Linked DNA regions of Mus musculus: regions 2 and 3 are each linked to region 1. The links are chromatin contacts, called in public HiChIP or PLAC-seq maps. All regions are on one chromosome and are shown on one strand. Each heading gives the region's core, a stretch centred on a gene start, on an enhancer-like site or on the middle of the called end of the contact. The rest is flanking DNA. Distances are from core to core; before and after follow the strand shown.

The links. HiChIP or PLAC-seq counts read pairs in DNA pulled down with a chosen protein or histone mark.
Region 2: a contact with region 1 is called in an H3K27ac HiChIP or PLAC-seq map of embryonic stem cells, with 3 times the contacts expected there. The contact joins two enhancer-like sites. A contact is called at or near these places in 4 of 484 Hi-C or Micro-C datasets (bone marrow-derived macrophages, embryonic stem cells and trophoblast stem cells), 5 of 115 datasets of contacts at active chromatin or transcription factors (embryonic basal ganglia, embryonic forebrain, embryonic stem cells and 1 more) and 1 of 9 other capture datasets (embryonic stem cells).
Region 3: a contact with region 1 is called in an H3K27ac HiChIP or PLAC-seq map of embryonic stem cells, with 5 read pairs. The contact joins two enhancer-like sites. A contact is called at or near these places in 1 of 484 Hi-C or Micro-C datasets (bone marrow-derived macrophages) and 4 of 115 datasets of contacts at active chromatin or transcription factors (bone marrow-derived macrophages, embryonic basal ganglia and embryonic stem cells).

The regions. Positions count from the first base shown.
Region 1 is chr10:85,208,621-85,211,911 of GRCm38.p6, forward strand. No RefSeq gene overlaps it. Among named protein-coding and RNA genes, the nearest start is that of Cry1, 25 kb to the left of the region's middle. Within about 2 kb of position 1,716, at least 11 of the 459 cell types and tissues checked have an H3K27ac peak or open chromatin away from gene starts, as enhancers often do. A contact at or near this core is called in embryonic stem cells, where this site is marked.
Region 2 is chr10:85,570,165-85,573,455 of GRCm38.p6, forward strand. The region is part of intron 3 of Btbd11 (BTB (POZ) domain containing 11); the gene reads left to right. Among named protein-coding and RNA genes, the nearest start is that of Gm40731, 18 kb to the right of the region's middle. Within about 2 kb of position 1,452, at least 5 of the 459 cell types and tissues checked have an H3K27ac peak or open chromatin away from gene starts, as enhancers often do. A contact at or near this core is called in embryonic stem cells, where this site is marked.
Region 3 is chr10:85,506,308-85,509,598 of GRCm38.p6, forward strand. The region is part of intron 1 of Btbd11 (BTB (POZ) domain containing 11); the gene reads left to right. Among named protein-coding and RNA genes, the nearest start is that of Gm40731, 82 kb to the right of the region's middle. Within about 2 kb of position 1,609, at least 5 of the 459 cell types and tissues checked have an H3K27ac peak or open chromatin away from gene starts, as enhancers often do. A contact at or near this core is called in embryonic stem cells, where this site is marked.

The DNA.
Region 1 (3,291 bases), core at 466-2,965:
GGCTTTTTTGAGACAGAGTTTCTCTGTGTAGCCCTGGATGTCCTGGAACTCACTCTGTAGACCAGGCTGGTCTCGAACTCAGAAATCTGCCTGCCTCTGCCTCCCAAGTGCTGGGATTAAAGGCGTGTGCCACCACTGCCCAGCTCCCTTTATTATTTTTTAAATTTAGATAGTAGAATGGTTAATTAGTTTTAGTCTCCCCCACCTCTCTGTTTCTCTCTGTCTCTGTCTCTCTCTCTCTCTGTGTGTGTGTGTGTGTGTGTGTGTGGTATGTTGACCCATATGTGCATGTGTCAAGGATAGAGGAGGATATTGTCTGTCATGTTCTATCATTCTCTGTCTTATCCACTTGGAACAGAGGTTTCTTTACTGAACTTGGTCACCATTTTGGTTACACTGGCTGGTCAGCAAGTCCCCGTGACGTTTCCTAAAGTGTTGGAGTTATAGGCCTGTGCAGCCATGCTGGGCTTTTCTGCATGGATGCTGGGTATCTGAGCATGGGTATCATATCATGCTTGTGCAGGAAGCATTGTACTTACTCACTGAGCCATCTTCCAAACCTTAGCTTTAGAACACAGTACATTCACCTAATTTGGTTTTGAAAAACAGTTGTACAGTTCATTCCAAAATATTCTCTCCTTATCTTTCATTTGTTTTTGAGATGGGGGCCTTTCATTGTGGGCTTCAAGGTCACTCTGCCTCCACCCTCCTGAGTGCCCATCCCAATTCTGATTTGCATTATAATATGTTTTAGGACTTGATTGTTTGTGACTTTTAAATATATATCACCTTTTATCCCTTTCTTCCTTCCTCTTCACCTTCATTCTATTCTTTGTTTATTTGTTTTGTTCTGACTCTTTGAGATAGGATCTCCTGTAGCCCAGGCTGGCCTTGAATTTGTTATGCAGCAGAGGATGAGGGCAGCCTTGATCTTCTTGCCTCCCCTTCCCAAATGTTTGGATTTCTTGGCCTCACCATATTACCATATCTGACTGTCTGATTGTTTCTCTTTTAAAATCAATTTCTCAGTATCAATTAATTACAGATGGTCAGAGATTTGTTGAGACTATTTCATGGTTAATGCAAGTCACTTTTCCCCCACAGGTTATTCCATAGAGCTTGAAAAGAATGAGGTAAATATTACATCAGGCTTGTTCATGGCTAGCAAAAACATTTTCCGAAGCTTACTGATCTAGTTGTTTTTGTAACCATATACTTTTCTTGGATCTAATCTCTTGGCTTGTTGTATAGGATTTTTGTGTTTACTCTGCTTCATGGTTGTGCCTCTCCTGAAGCACTATTTGGATCCTGTTTGATACTGCAGAAATACATGTGTTGAGTGTATCTTGCCACGCCATGTGAAATCACCATGTGAAAGACTTGATGACTTGACCCTGCATGTATTATGCTGCTTCCTCACCAGGTCAGCTTTGTATCTTTTCCATTCTGGAACCGAGGCTGGAGGAGCACCTCATGCTTGGAATAGATGTTGTATGGGGATGAAGAGAGCAGATCTACCAGAAAGATAACAAAGCTTCAATTTGGACAAGACATACAACATTTCTGTGCACATGCCATTAAGCAAGCAATCTGCATGGTCAGGCCTGATGTCTTGGAGACTGGGGTGAAAAGGTCAGCTCAGAAACTTTGGGAAGGTCATGGAACTCTTGCCTCTCTGGAAGGGAGAGGCTAATTAACATTCGTCAGACCACAGGGCGGGAACTGACCTGCCCATGGGGACACATTCCACAGGACGGACCAGTTCCCACCTTCAGACAAGGGAAGACTTTGTCACCTCATTCCCTAAAGACCAATCAGTTTAAAGGGTGCACTGTTCCACCAATCATACTGTGCCTAGTTGCTGATGCTCTATTCTGCCTCTGGAAACCATATAAAAACTTGCTGACCAGGTGCTAGGGGTCACCACCTCTCCTTTGAGTCTGGGACGAACCCAGTGCACTGGAACAATAAATTCCTCTTGCTTTTTGCATTGATCTTGACTCCACATGGTTCACTCAAGGGGTCCCCAGTAAGCTAAGGCTCCCTGGAGTCTTACAGAGGAGTTATCATCCTCTCACAGGGAGGGAGAGAAGAAGTGTAGGAAACAGCCACACAACAACCCTGCCTCTTGGTTATCTTTGAGTAGCCTCTGCACAGAATTGCTTGTAAAAGTAACTTTTATTCACCTGACGTAAATGTTGTCTGAAGCTTACTGCAGAGTAAGCTCACCCTTTCTAGTTCATTCTAAACTCTGGCTGCCTGGTTTGACTCAGCTGTTCTGGTTCAAATGCCTCTCCAAGCGACTGATTCTGAAAGAAAGAAAACTAAATTCAAGACTTCAAAGCCCTAGCCAGAATGTTTATTCAAGGTCCATGACTCATGTGGCTTGCTAGTTAGGAGGGCTTTTGGGCTTAGAGCAAAGAACAAAAGCTGTAAAGTCATCCCAGGAACCAACTAGCCATAAAGATAGGGAAGACATACAAGAAATCCGGACTGGCCCAGCGCCTCCCTATCTCCCACCCTTCTGACCGGTTAAATGTTAACCAGATGCTCTGCTGTTACCTTGATCTGCATGTAGAGTCTGTTGATATTTAAATGAACCAATCATGTGAAACCGTGCCAATTCCTCCCCCAGCCCCAGACCCTTTTCTATAAAAGCCCCTAGCTTTCAAGCCTCGTGGTCGAATCCACTGTCTCCTGTGTGAGTTACGTTTTGACCCGGAGCTCGGCCATTAAACTACCTCGTGTATTTACATCAAGACGGTCTGTTCATGATTCTTTGGGTGCACGCCGAATTGGGAATTGAGTGGGAGTTTCCCCACTAGGTTCTTTCAATTCAATCTGACTTCTCTCAGCTTCTCACTAAATTGCTTTGCTTGACCTCATATTAACTCTGGTAATTTGTTCTAATCTTCTGGATCCTTTCCTATTCTCTGGCTTCAGCTGCCTCTGCTGACCTGCACTGAACTGCATGGACTCAGGAGCGAACTCAGCTCTGCTGCACTGCACTCACTGCACTGAGTACACTGCATTCACTGTACTGCACTGCACTGACTACACTGCACTCGCCACACTGCACTCTGTGCACAACACTCGCTGCACTGACTACACTGCATTCACTGCACTGCACTCACTGCACTGCACTCGCTGAACTGATCCCCTGTTGACTCAGCCTCCAGCTCACGGATGAACTGACTGAACTGCCTTCATTCTCCCTGAACTGTTCTAAAATAGCTTTTCTCCTGAGAGTTGCATGTATCCTGTGACTCATTCTGTCCAACTCATCACTTT
Region 2 (3,291 bases), core at 202-2,701, 360 kb after region 1:
ATTTACAAGGCACGATGAGATTTTGATCCATATCCATATATATGTGTGTGTGTGTGTGTGTGTATGTATATATATATATATATATATATATATATATATATATATATATATATATAAAACAAAAGAATTACGCCGCTTTGGGCACTCTGGAGCTATAGCACTTGCATTGGTATCCTGACTTTCACCCTCATTGACTGAGTGATCTTGGATAAGTTACTTAGCCACTCTGAGCCTCGCTTTCCTGGACTATAATAGAAGCTGAAGAAGCTTTGCACATTGATTCATTTAAAGCACTTTAAAGGTCTCAGCCCACATTAGAAACAATGGCCAGCACCACCTTGCTGTCTGTGGTGTCTATCAGTGAGCTTGAAGCAGGCTCAAGGATTTGAATTGCCTGGGAATCTTGTTAAAATGTAGATTGAATTCATTAGGCCTGAGGGGTGGGGCTTAAACTTTTTCTTTCTAACTAGCTCCCCCACCACGTACCCCTCCCCCATGAAGCTGTTGGGCCTGGGCATCACTCTAACAAGGTATTACCATTCTTTTTGTTTAATTTTTGCTCAGTGTTTATACCAACCTCTGTTTTTTAAGCTACATGCAAACAAGAATTAAGTTTTTGTAGGGCTACATCTGCCGGTGATGGGGCTTTGGGGATTCTTGGTGCCTGATAAACATCCCAGTGAAGGCTAGCTCCAGTCTCCATTCTCAGTACCCCAGGAGCCCTCTGCAGCTTACCTGATGTGGCAATGTCCAGACAGGGCCAGCCAGCTCTAGAGCCACCAGCAAAAAACAGCTCTCAAGTTCATGATCACCTGCACCTTCCCCAAGGTGGCCTGGTGTCTCTACGCAGCTCAAGGCTAGCAAATTAATGCAGAGCTGCCAAAGGATAGATAAGGCAGTATTTGACAGGGACCATCCCTGGGGACAGCATCCAGGCAATTGGGACTTCGCCAGCATCTGGGCTGTTGACATCTGCAGCATCAAGACTTGTTAAGCAGCTTTGGCTGAGTTATCTAGGGAATTTACCTAGGGAGAGGGACAGCTTGTGCCCACCAGTGACACGCTGAGGGGCAGGCTCAGCCTTAAGAACAGCACGTGTTCCCAGCATGCAGGAATAGCCTAACTGCCAGCATGCGTGACACTCATTCCTCTCAAAGGCCAGGTCTCTTCTGGATCGGCTCCATTGGACACCAGATGAGGGTCGTGAGGTCTGACATCAGCTTTCCCTTGTTTTGTAGGAAAAGACTACTTTTGCTTATTAATTCTGTAATTTGTATGTGTGTATACGAGTGTGTTTGTGTGCGTGCATGTGTGTAAGCATGCCTCTGTGTGTGTATATATGTGCGTGTGTGTGTGTATGCACACATGGGTGTGGATGTATATAGAGGTAAGAGGCTGACTGTGGTTGCCTTTCATTCTTCAGGCACCATTGACCTTGTGCTAGCCACCTGGGTGGTTTCCTCACTCATTTTGATCCTTTGTTTGGAGATGGAATCTCTCACCAACTAGTCCAGGCTTGCTGGCCAATGAGCTCGAGGATCCTTCTGCCTCTGCCTCCCTAGCACTGGAGTTACGCACATACATTGCCATCTGGATATTTTTACATGGATTCTAAAGGTTAACTTCAGAACCTCATGCTTGTGAGGGCATCTATATTATCAACCGAGCCATCTCTCAGTCCATGAAACCTTACTTTTATAACACAAAGACTCACAAACTAGAGCTGCCCAGCCCCTTCCAGTAATCCCTACCCATGGGTGGGTGTTTAAATTTAAATGAAAGAGAATCAAATTCAAACCAAAGAGTCAGTGCCCCGCCATAGTGAGTCTAGCCTCCTTTCAGATGCTTGGTAGCTGGTGTGGCCTCGCAGGGGAACTGGCTGGTTCTTGTGATGGACAGTGGGGACCTAGGACATCACCATCACCACAGAAGTTTCTGTGAGACTCAATGCAAGCAGCAGTTTAGGACAGCAGCCAGAGAGCTCCTCCTCCTTCCCAAGCACCATGAAAGGAATCTTTCCAGGCCCAGACTGAGCTACCTGCTGAATTGCGCCATGATGCCCCTTTGATCATCATACAGCTGAGATCAGTTGTATTTTAATTTTTTAAAAAACTGGCATTCATAATGATGGGTTTCATTATGCCATTTTCATATATGCAGGTCACATACTCTGCCCATATCCGCACATTACCTTCTGTCCTTCTCCCTTCCTGAGGTCCTGCTTTCCAAATGGTCCTTCTCTACATTCATGTCTCATATACATATATTGCTCTAGTCTAATTTTCCCATAGGAAAGAAAACATGATATTAGGTCTTCCTGGATCTGGCTTACTTTGTTAACATGATGATTTCCACGTCTGTCTACAAATAATTCATGATCTCTTCTTTATGGCTGGATGAAACCCTGATGTGAATAAACACCACATTTCCCCATCCATTTGCCTATTCGGCTAATTCCATCTCCAGACTGCTGTGAGCAGCGTTGTGAGTGTGAGTGTGAAGCAGCTTTGTGGTGTGTGGATTGAGAGCCCTTCCAGTGCACAACTAGGGATGGTTTGGCTGAGTCATACAGCAGCCCTGTTCTAAGGTTTTGAGGAACCTCCGTACCAATCCAGTCATTGCTACACCATTTTACACTCTTGCCCACCCGACGTGAATGGCGGCTCCTCCCTCTCCACATCCTGGCCAGCATTTGCTGTTTGTTTTCTCTCTGTTAGCCACCCTAACTGAAGTGAGATGGACTCTTTGATTTTACAACGTCCCTGAAGGCTATGGATAGTAAACACTTTTATTTTTCATATATGTGTTAGCTATTTGTGTTTCTTTTGAAAACTTTCTGTTCAACTCACCTGCCCACTATTATTTCTATTAATTGGGTAATTAATTATATTTATTAATTGGATGATTTGGGGGGAGGTGTTTGATTTTTGATGAAGAGGCTGTCTTTTCTCCAATGAATGATGGTTCTAGTTTTGTTTCAGTTGGGATGATAAAGTAACCCCAACAAAAAAACCAGCTGAGGAGAGTTGATTTTAGCCCTCAATTCCAGGCTACAGTCCTGTATAGCAGGGCTGTCGAGGCAATAGGAACTTACAATAACTAGTTACATCACATCATCATTCAAGAACAGAGAGAAATGAATGTGTGCTTGCTTGCTTGCTTGAGCTCTGCTCAATTTCCACATTCTTCTATAGTTGCAGAGCCCCTAACTAAGGAATGATGCCACCCATAATGGACTGAATGCTTCAGCATCAGTTATCTTAGTTAAGACAATCCCCCAAGGCAAACCTA
Region 3 (3,291 bases), core at 359-2,858, 300 kb after region 1:
GCAGCAGGTAGTGTGGCACTCTGAATGACCCTGGCCCAGCCACAGGCAGCTCCAGACAGTCCAGACTCTGCCACAGGTCTAAGATCTGAATGGATTGCAGATGGCTTCCCCACAGGCATCAGACTCTCACATGCAGAAAGGGGTTGAAATGAGCATGCTCAGCGGCTCCCCATTCTGGGTTTGCAGTTGAACACTCTACCAGACAGCCTGGGTTGGAATCATGGATTTGCCCTTTGGTTGGTATTTGACAAGATATCTAACTCGACACACTGATCTCTAAAATGGGCACAGTGCTAGCATGCACTCAGTGGGTTTTCTTTGAGTAGTTTATGAAGTGATCTGTGTCCTGTTGATCACATTTTTCAGTGGCAGGCAATGAGAATACAATTCATTGAGAATACAATAGATCTATATGATCCATATGAAGAGGCTGTCACTGTTAAATTCATTAGAGAGAGAGAGACAGAGAGAGATAGAAAGAGAGAGAGAATAAGGAGGAGGAGGAAGGAAACAGAGAAACCAAAAAAGAGAGAGAGAGACAGAGAATGCATGTATGCATGTGTGTGTGAGAGAGAGAAACAGAGACAGAAGTAAAGACAGAAACAGTGCATGCATGTGTGTGAGAGAGACACAAAGCATGCATGTGTGAGTGTGTGTTTGGAGAGAGAAAGAGGCAGAGCAAGTGCATGTGTGTGTGAGAGAGACAGAGACACAGAACATGTGTGTGTGAGAGAGGGGACAGACAGAGACAGACCATGCATGTGTAACTGTGCATTTGAGTGTGAGTGTATGTAGTATATGTGAATGAGTGTGTGTGTGTGTATATAAGTATGTATGTGAGTGTGTGTGTGTATGTGTGTGGTGTGTGTAAGTGTATATATGAGTGTGTGGTGTGTGATGTGTGAGAGTGTGTGTGTAAGTGTGGTGTGTGTGTGGTATGTGTGAGTGTGTGTGGTGTGTGTGAATGTGTGTGGGGTGTGAGTGTGATATGTGTGAGTGTGTGTGTGTGTGTGTGTGTGTGTGTGTGTGTACTTGGAGGTTAGAGGAGGACACTGGGTTGGCCGTTCTGCTCTAGCTCTCTCCCTTTTCCCCTGAGGCAGGATCTCTCACTGAACCTGCAGCAAAGCAGCAGTGGGCGAACCCCAGCAGCCTCCCGTGTCCAACCCCACACCGCCCGTGGGATCGCAGGTGTATGCACAGCTGTGCTTCTGCACTTCTGATGTAAATGCTGGAGATTCAAACTTGGATCCTTGTGTTTGTGCACCAAGCTGTTTACCCACTGCCCTTGATTCATTCTTTTTTTTTCTTTCTTTTCATTTCTTCTTTTTTGCTTATTTGTTCTTCTACGATCTCAGATATACATATACATAAACATACACATATACATGAAATGTTCTTTGATCAAAGTTGCCTCATCCTCTCTTATCCCTCCCCCCCCCCCACACACACACCTTCCTAATTCTCTTTATGTCTCTGCCTTTGTCCCTGTCTCTGTCTCTCTCCACCCCCAATCCCTTGCTTTTCATTACAATTACTTGCATAAGTTTGGGTAGGGGCTAGTTTACTTAACAAAAGTGAAGGACCAGTGGCTACCCCTTGAGGTTATAGAACTCATCCTTTTTCCCCTGACACATTTGACTGCCTATAGCTCCTCAGGGAGGGGTGTGAGGTCTCCTGAGCCCCTCTCCCATCAGTGGTAGAAAGTTGATGAGCATATCCTATGCTAGTAGCCCCTTCTACAAAGGCAGCAACTTCATATGCTATAACTGCATACTATGATCATTAGTATGTCTTAGGTGCATTCTGTGGGGCTTAATAAATGCTAGGCTCCTTACTCCCAAAGCACCTGGTTGGGTAAGCCCTCCCAGGGTGCTACCCACATTCTGGCCTAAGGAAGGCTTGTGCTGGACCCTGTGATAACTGGGCTGCAGTTGTGAGGTGTAGAGATTCAGAAACCAGCATGGACACCGCCCTTCTCAGGCTTGGATGATCCCCATTTATCATCCAGCACAGAGCAGACTGCCATCTGCGAGGTCACCCCTGGGCCTTGTCACCCATTATGACTGCTAACTAATGACAAGATTAACTGCCCTTGGCCTGGTGGCACCTCTCCTAGTGCCAGGCCATGGCTGACTGAGCCCCAGATGGGTGGAGCTGTCCCTGCTCCTTGGGATGTTGGCCAGAGATGATGGGAAAACACCCAGAGCAGAGGCACGAGGAGAAAGCATTAAGCCATCTGGAAAGCTGGGCCCTGATGTCTCACCAGCCAGCTGGGGGACACGAGATATTTGTCTGACTGGGGAGGGAGGGTGAGATGTGGATGTCTTATTCTCAGAGGTATATTCCCTGGCACCTTAGAACAGTTGTCGCTGTCAGAGAGAACAGCTGTGGCCCACTGAGCATGCCAGGCTTGAAGAAGGCAGGTAATCAATAATAAATTGTTGAGTGGCATGATAGATGGGCAATAAGTGTCCAAGCTGAGCTCAGTACTTTCAGTGGGTTTCAAAAACAGCCACTACATGGGCCTAACAGGAAGTGTTACTGTCTATATTTATTTTACATGCAATAATTTATTTTTTTAAGCTCACCCTTTGGGTTTTTACTTAAGCTCTGTTAAATGACACTATTATCCCACTTTATGGAAGAGGAAACTAAGGCACACAGAAATAACTATCACAGTCATACAGCTAGAAAGTATAGTGTCAGGGATAAGAAGACTAGGTGCAAATGCAATTTTCTTCCAGAAAAGAAGTCTGCCTTCACTTCTTGGAACCTTGGGGTTTGGAACTATGACAGTTAGCTTTAACTGTCAACTTGACACAGTATAAAACCACTTGAGAATTCTCCACAAAGGCTTACCCATATTGGGTTGGCCTGTGGACATGCTAATTTAATTGATGATGGAAGACCCAGCCCACTGTGGGCAGCACCATTCCCTAGGCAGGGAATCCTGAACTGTATAAGAATGTTCTTGCATTCGTATGGAGCTGAACACAAGCAAGCAATCAAGCATGCATGCCTTCAATGTTTTATGTTTCTGCCATTGTGACCTCTTTGGACAAAGGAATGCAACCTGGAATTGTAAACCAAGAACCATTTTCCCCCCTAGTTGCTTTTTGTCAGGGAACTTTAGTAGCAGAAATAAAACAAAAAGAGACTCAGAAGTGAGTTGGGTCCCCTCTCTAGACCAAGGAAAAATGAAAGGAGAGAAGAGAAAGATGATGGACAGGATTTCTAACGTCATAGTTCTCTTTCCAGTTTTCTGCCTTGACTGCAATACACAGGTGACAC